Linked DNA regions of Rattus norvegicus: region 2 is linked to region 1. The links are chromatin contacts, called in public Hi-C maps. All regions are on one chromosome and are shown on one strand. The core of a region is the stretch at or near the end of the contact, and the rest is flanking DNA. Distances in the headings are between cores, read along the strand shown.

The links. Hi-C and Micro-C count contacts between places; a contact is called where the count stands out from the background.
Region 2: a Hi-C map of liver shows a contact between it and region 1, with 3 times the contacts expected there. The contact joins the promoter of Xrra1 here to the promoter of Rps3 in region 1. A contact is called at or near these places in 2 of 12 Hi-C or Micro-C datasets (liver and prefrontal cortex).

The regions. Positions count from the first base shown.
Region 1 is chr1:163,194,074-163,198,046 of GRCr8, reverse strand. Rps3 (ribosomal protein S3) reads left to right here and starts at 2,271. Exons shown (of 7, transcript NM_001009239.1): 1 at 2,271-2,312; 2 at 3,242-3,372; 3 at 3,585-3,678. The coding sequence starts at 2,283. Snord15a (small nucleolar RNA, C/D box 15A) reads left to right here and starts at 2,999; the gene lies at 2,999-3,146.
Region 2 is chr1:163,593,249-163,597,221 of GRCr8, reverse strand. Xrra1 (X-ray radiation resistance associated 1) reads right to left here and starts at 1,819. Exons shown (of 18, transcript XM_006229821.5): 1 at 1,605-1,819. Spcs2 (signal peptidase complex subunit 2) reads left to right here and starts at 1,953. Exons shown (of 5, transcript NM_001191601.1): 1 at 1,953-2,071. The coding sequence starts at 1,958.

The DNA.
Region 1 (3,973 bases), core at 1,022-3,521:
TTATTTACTTTTATTTCATGCACGCTGGTGTTTTTCTTGCATGTATGGGTGTGTAAGGGTGTCAGATCACCTGAAAATGGAGTTACAGTTGTAAGCTGACATGTAAGACTGGGAATTGAACCTGGGTCCTCTGGTGGACAAGCCAGTGTTCCTAACCACTAAGCCATCTCTCCAGTCCTGGCTCTTCAGTGAGAGGTATCATTGAATTTTCTGAGCTGGAAGGACAGATGTTTGAGGAACATAGAGAAATGGCAAACAGGAAGAAGAAGATCTCCACAAGGGTGTTCACAGGCACCCACCACTGACACCAGCAACTCCAGACGTCTTCAATTCCACTCAACCTCAATTTTGTTGTCACAATTAGGACCCTGACTCTCTTGTCTCTTTGGTTCTTCTATTTTTCCTCCTCCTCTCTGGTCTCTTTGCTCAGCTCTCACAGAACATTTATTTTTCAACAATTTTTTTTTGGTTCTTTTTTTTGGAGCTGGGGACCGAACCCAGGGCCTTGCGCTTCCTAGGCAAGCGCTCTACCACTGAGCTAAATCCCCAACCCCATTTTTCAACAATTTTATTTTACTTTTTTTCTCTCTGTTGGCAGCACTGTGATGTGAGGAGCTCATGGTCATGCCTAGAGCACTACCATCAGGGCAGCTGGTACAGGTCTTCAGACACAAGGAGATAGTTATAAGAAGACAGCCATAGCTGTGGTGCACTACAAATGGAGAAACATCTTTGTCAGGTGACAGAACAACTTGACTCCATCCAATAATTAGAAGCCCTCTTGTAACAAGGTCAAAATAAGTTCATTCCTGTTTTTTGTAAAACTTGGGTTTGACCCTGTCGTCAACCCATTTTCTGGAATTTGACATGTTCCATACTCTATACCCTGATTCCACCCTGATAAGATGTTCTGCTAAGTTCCTGCGTAGCCAACATTCCTCTAGGAAATGACACCTAGTCTTGCAAATTTTGAGCTATATAAATTTCACTTCTATGTTTGATGCTATTCTTTAAAACCCCACTTTAGGGAGACAGCCCTGTCTGATAGAAAATAAAGCTTGCTTGTCTCAAAGAATTTAATTAATGGTTTTTACTTTTGTTCGGTGGGATTAATACAGGGTGAATCAGAGTCCTCTGGAGATGACTGAGCCACAAACACTGTAGTACAAGTTACACCGGCAGGTTCTGCTTCTGGGCAATGAACGATTTGCTAATGTGGACATCAGGGTTCGTGTGAAGGGGAGGTCCTGTAGCTTAGATTTATACTATTCAACAGTCTGTCCCTGAAGCCCTGGTGGTTTATTACTTTGACAGGTCCCTGCTGGTATCCCACCCTGTTTCGAGTCCAAAACGTTCATAGGTCCGTGTGGATGTGCTCACTACCAGAAACCCTACAAAAAGCCCATCTCATGGATCAGGGTTTACCTTTGTAATAAAGATCGTAGGATTTTAATATTTTAAAAAGGATGTGTGTGTAAGCTGGAGAGATGGCTCGGTGGTTAAGAGCACCGACTGCTCTTCCAGAGGTTCTGAGTTCAATTCCCAGCAACCACATGGTGGCTCACAACCACCTGTAATGAGATCTGATGCCCTCTTCTGGTGTGTGTGAAGACAGTAGTGTACTTATATATAATAAATCTAAAAAAAAATTGAAAAAAAAAGACGTGTGTGTATGTATGCGCGCGCGCGCGTGTGTGTTATGCTTATATATACGAATATACGTCCATGGTTTTTGACAGTCTGTAACTTACTGTGCCATCCCCTAAATACATTTCAATGAAAGTTTTCATTAGTATAGATGTGAAGGAGGCTAAAATCTGTTATATTTGTTAGTGTGTGCTTATGCTTGTGGTTTGCATCTCTAGTCTCAAGGTTTTTCTGTTCTAAGTTTTTTTATTTATTTACATATTTATTTTTGAGTTGGAAGCTCTTACAGCCCAAGCTGGCCTCGAATTCGCTACATATAGTCAATGATGACTTTAAACTTGTTGTGATCCTCTACCTCTTTAGTGCTGGAATCACAGGTGTGCTCCACCATTCTACGTAGGTACATTGATCATTTTCAGACCAGAATTAAATATGCACTTCCCGTTCGGCCCACACTACAGGTTGCTAGGTTACACTTTTTTCCTTCCTTTACGACTCTGTAGACGCAAAACTTCACTTCCCAGGAACACTTGCAAGTGTGTCCGTCGCGTAGCGTCGCGTCATTGCTCCCGCCCTATATACCTACTTCCGCCCGCGAGCCACTTCCTTTCCTTTCAGCGGCGCGCGGCAGCAAGATGGCGGTGCAGATTTCCAAGAAGAGGAAGGTAAGCGTCTGGGTTCTGTCCGGGAATCCGCCGCGTGTTCTAAAGGTGCCCGGGAGGCCCATGGCTCCGTGGTCGGTCCTGAGGAGCGGCTGGGCCCTCCTGCGGTCTCTGCGAGCCGCGGATGGCCGTAGATTGTGTGCTGGGCCGGAGCCGGGCGAGTGCAGTGTGTCTGGGGAAGGGAGGCACAAACTCGAGTTCTGGACCGACACGAATACCGGGCGTCTCCAGTTCCGGACTAGACAGCTTTGAGCGTTTCTTGGTCTGCATAACTAGTGATCCTGTGGCACAATTAGAGGGCCTGCGCCATCAGATCTAATCCAGTTTCTTTGGTAAGTGAAGTTTAGCAGTCCCTTGTTCTCTTATCCTTGTCATCCTGCAAGTGGCCATAGTTGAAATCCTATTGACTTGGCTTGTTCACTCGGGACTTGAAGCAGCAGCGTCCCCTGGTTTTTTCGTTTTTTAAAATCATTCCATGGGGGAAAAATGCACAAATTGTCAGGTTTAGAAGTAGATGGCCTGTCGTGTTTGTGCTTATGCACACTAATGGTAAAGCTGTTGTCCACAGTGTTGTTTGGAGTTAGGATTCCCAGGTACAACTTACACAGCCCCAGCTGTGCAGAAAGAACTGTAAATGTGCTACTTGGGGACAGAGTTTGTCTTTTGTGTGTAGATTATGTGGTAAAGCCCTTCGATGAAGAGGTGATGACGAGTCTGACTAGGAGGTATTTGTCTTTGCCCAGGATGCCTCACTGCGCTGCGTTCTGTGGCACAGTTGTGAGCACTGTGGTCAAAGAAACTTCCTAAAGATGACCAAGAGGCATTTGTCTGAGAAGGGTTGCTGCACTCCTGCAGGGCCATTGGGCTTGCTCTGGCTAATGAGAACTCTTAGCCCTGTTTAACTTCAGAGTTAACTTGTTTCTTTGGTTTAGTTTGTAGCTGATGGCATCTTCAAAGCTGAACTGAATGAGTTTCTCACTCGGGAGCTGGCTGAAGATGGCTACTCTGGAGTTGAAGTCCGAGTTACGCCGACCAGAACAGAAATCATTATTTTAGCCACCAGGTAAAAATACCATTGACTGGTTATCCCCTCTAAATACTGTGTGTATTAAGATGCTATGTAGACCAGGGCCAACTTAAGTAGTAAACCTTGTCTTGGTGAGTGTAGCTACTTTTTAAAAATTGCATTTGAAAAGATTTCCATTTAATGTGTGTACTGATCTTGTAGTAGATGGCAGGTGGGATTTTGAGTAAATTATAACTTCCTGTCTACAGAACACAGAATGTTCTTGGGGAGAAGGGTCGTCGGATCAGAGAGCTGACTGCAGTTGTCCAGAAGCGGTTTGGCTTCCCTGAAGGCAGCGTAGAGGTGAGTTCCCCTGCTTTATTTACCGGGACTTTAGACTGAAGATGTGGCTTCTGCTATAGAATGGTACTTCTGAGAACCTGACATAGAGCTCAAACACAAAGAAAACCTGACATGGCCAGTGAATACAGGTGGATTGGTGCTCTGCCAGTTTCCTTAAAAGCAGAGTGATCGCCATGCGTGGCAGGGCCACATCTTTATCCTGGCACGCAGAAGGCAGGATAAGGGCAGTGCAGAGCTAGTCAGGGCTGCCCTGTGAGACCCTGTCTTAAATCAGAGACAGTATGATTAAGTGTGT
Region 2 (3,973 bases), core at 570-3,069, 400 kb before region 1:
GACAATATAAACCCCATTTGTCCCCATTTATCCTCATTTAATGTCCCCCATTTGTCTCCATTTTGATGACCAGGTCCGATTTCAAAAAAAAAAAAAGACTGTAAGACACCAGTTTCAGGAATAGACCTTAAGTCCCAGAAACTAGGTCATAAGGCACCAGCTCTAGGAACAGACCATATAGTCCAGAACAAGATCATAGAACCCTCTCCTAAGAGCAGCCTGGAAATAACCACAAGAATGGGGAAATATCATATCTTAGAATGGGACATCTGCACTGGACAGCCCTATTTCATCACATGATTGAATGCTCATGAGACCACTGATCACCTATGACCCCCTAGCACCCACCAATGAAATTTTAGATTACCTAATCCTTCTAGAGAGTTCTCCCGGTTCCTTTTAAGAAGGCCTGTGTGCCTTTATCTGGGGTCACCACTTCAAAGAATGGATGGCCCCCCAATGCTGGTTGTTTCTTCAGAATAAACGCTTTGTTTCTGTATACTGAGTCTGGGGTCTTCCTTCAGCAATTTTTGGACCCTTACAACTGGAATGGCCAGGAATTGCTTAATAGAGGATGAAATCTAATCTATTTTTAGCGATCATGTTTTCATGGAGACATAGCTTTGCCAAGAACATTTTGTCTCTTTCATTCAGAGGTATATTCTAAGTATCTAGAAGAGGACTGAGGACATGCTAAGCAATTCAAAGGCTGGGCGTGGTAGTAGTTCCAGCACTAAGGAGGAAGAGGCAGGTGGATCTCTGAGTTTGAAGCCAGTCTGTCTACACAGTGAGTTTCAGGATAGCTGGACCTTACAGTGAGACCCAAAACAAAAGGAGCTCAGAAAAGAGACCTAAAACAAAATCTCAGAAAAAGAAAAAGAAAAACAAAACAACAAAAACAAAAGAAAACAAAATGTCTAGTGAATTCATATCATATCTTAGAATGGGACATCTGCACTGGACAGCCCTATTTCATCACATGATTGAATGCTCATGAGACCACTGATCACCTATGACCCCCTAGCATCTGGCTGATCACCTGTATACATATGGAAAATATGTAGGTATAAAAACTAAATAATGCAATGTAATACGACATAAAGTGATATTACTATGTGATAATTTTGGGTTCTAGATTAGCAACCAGATTTGTTTTCCTTATATGCCTTAGTTTTAGTGGCAAGTTTTATTGGTGCTCAATATTTTTTCTCAATATTAATAAAATCACACTGCCAAACTGGAAACATGTTTTTAAGTTAAAAACTAAAAGGTTGGCTTCAAGTGTGTTCTGACCCATGCTCTCTGGCTTCTGGTAAATTCCTTTTCTTGTCTAAACAGCATTATTCTGAGACTGACACAGAATGGGTGGGTGTAAGTGCATGTAGGGCACTGCCTGGCACACAGTAGGCATTAAATAAATGATAGTTCTACAGGAAACATCACTAAAAGCTAAGATGATCGTCACGTTGGGGAGAATAATCGAGCTAATGTTCTACAACCAGGGATAGAAAAGGGTAAAGTCAGGCTCTACCTCTCTTCTTAGGACACAACATTTGGGGCCGGAAAGCCTCATAACTCAAGCAAACTTAAATTTCCAGCCACACCTGTCTTCGGCGTCGTTTCCGCCTCCGAAGAACCCGCGGAGGCGAGGTCTCTGTCAGGCGGAGTGCACGCCTGCGAGCCTCACGGGAATCTCGGAGTCGCTCCACGGTGGCGCTTGCCACAACCTTCCCCACCCACTCCTTAGTAACCGCGACGGTGTGGCTAGCAACGGAGGCGGCAACTGGCGACGGCAGATTCTAACTACAAGTCCCGTCAAGCCCCGCGGCCACTTTCAGCCCTCGTAAGCACACTGAACTACGGGTCCCGATGGGCTCTGCGTTGCGCATCACATGAATAGCTTCAGCCAATCGGCTTCGGACAAGTCGTATGGGAGGGAGACTGGGAGGGAGACAAGATGGCGGCGGCGGCGTCGCAAGGCGGGAGAAGCGGCGGCGGCGGAGGCAGTAGTGGGCCTGGCGGCGGCCCCAGCTGCGGGACAAGCAGTAGCCGCAGTGGTTTGTTGGATAAGGTGAGGAGCTCAGTCCTGGGAATAGTCTAGAGCCCGGGGGATGCCCAGGGGGTGGTGAGCACACCTTTCCATCCCCGCCCCCCTTATGTTCTGCGGCTTCTTGATCGCTTCTCTATAGCACACCAACGCACGCTTGTAGCCTGCCTTCTCTACACATTGAAAAACAATCTTAAGCCTTAGTCATTTTTTTTTCGCAAGTGTTGCTGGTCCCTAACCGCCACCGCAGCTTCTCGTAATTATGGCAATATTTCACCATAATGATCACGTTTCCATTGTGCTAGGAGGGCCATTCTTGAAAATGCCCATTTCACCAACGTGGAAAACTGAACTCCTAAAGAAATTGAAAGAATATCGAAATCGATATTCTCCAAACTCTTCCACTATCATCCTCGCCTGTTGCTACAGAGTCCAAAGAGTTCCTTGGCATTTTACTAAAGTTTTTGGGCGGGTTTTTTTTTTTTTTTTTCATGATACGTTAAATAATGAAATCTTCCTATGTTGACTTTTCTTGCTGGACTGATAGGAAGCCTTATGATTCTTTTTCCCTCTTGGGTTCCCTGCCTTTCTCTCTTCTTCCCATGTGTTCTTCGCTGTCTGCACCAGCTGGTCACCCTACCTATACAATTATTAAAAAAATTTCATATCCTTATTCATAAGGGCTTAAAGGAAAGAGGCGGGGAGGAAGGATGCTCCTGGATTGATCTTCTTGCCCCTTGCACAGCAACTTGGAAGAAACTGTTGCCTGAAAAACAGGCCTAGTATTAGTTCCGCCTCTAAAATGTCCCTGTTCTCATCTCCGTTACTCATCTGCAGAATGAAGGGTTTAGCCCTATATACCATCTGGCCCCTTTCCAGTGTTGTCATTCTCTGCTGATGTGGTGAGGGTGAAGCATGGTGCTTTAATATAGTAAGTCATTTCTCTTGAAACATTCCAATTGAAATGCTTTCTTACTCTGTGCCAAACAGATGGCTAGAGCTTAAGAAATGAATACCTGATCATGTTGAGGGGGTTCAAACCCAGGATTTGCATAGCTTCCTCCATGGTAGGCAGTACTCCTCCACTGACCTGTATCCCCAGTTCTCCTTGTCTTTTTGAGAGTCCTTAGATTCAAATTTGAGACAGGGTCTTGCTGTGTAGCTAAGCTGCCCTGGGGCTTCCTTTGTGCAGGATCCAGGGACCAAATGTGGGTTGAAAGCCTTGACAGTAAGTCTCTTTATCCCTTGAGCCATCTCTCTGGTCCTTGAGGAAAGATACACAGAATGTGATAATGCTTGAGATTTCTTTTTTTTTTTTTTCCCCGGAGCTGGGGACCAAACCCAGGGCCTTGCGCTTGCTAGGCAAGCACTCTACCGCTGAGCTAAATCCCCCAACCCCGTGCTTGAGATTTCTTAATAGGAGTACTAGAAGGCTCTCTATGTAAACTTAGTGAAAGGTGGGGTTAGACTGGAGAAGGGTTACTAAAGAGTGCATGTAAAGGCTTTTGAGACTATATAAAGTGACTTGAGGAAGGTTGTTTACATAGTTCTAGTTCATGGAACTAGACACAATAAGGCTTTCTTAGAAGGGTAAGTTTGAGTTCTAGCGTAGCATACTAAAAGCCCTGGATGATTGTTCATCACTAACTTGTATTTCTTTACCACAATAAACATTGTGAGTATCCTCATTACAGGCTTGCTGTAAAGATTAAATTATATAATACTGGTAATGTTTGTTTTAAAGACCTGCATAAAAACAGAATAGCTAGATGATGAGATCCCCAACTGGGATATCAGAAGGGTACAACATTCTGGCAGAGGGACATTTGGAAGATGATTCATTTTGTTTTGTTGAGACAGGATTACTTCGTAATCCAGGTTGGTCTTGAAACTAAGGGTCTTTCTACCTCTGCCTACCTAATAGTG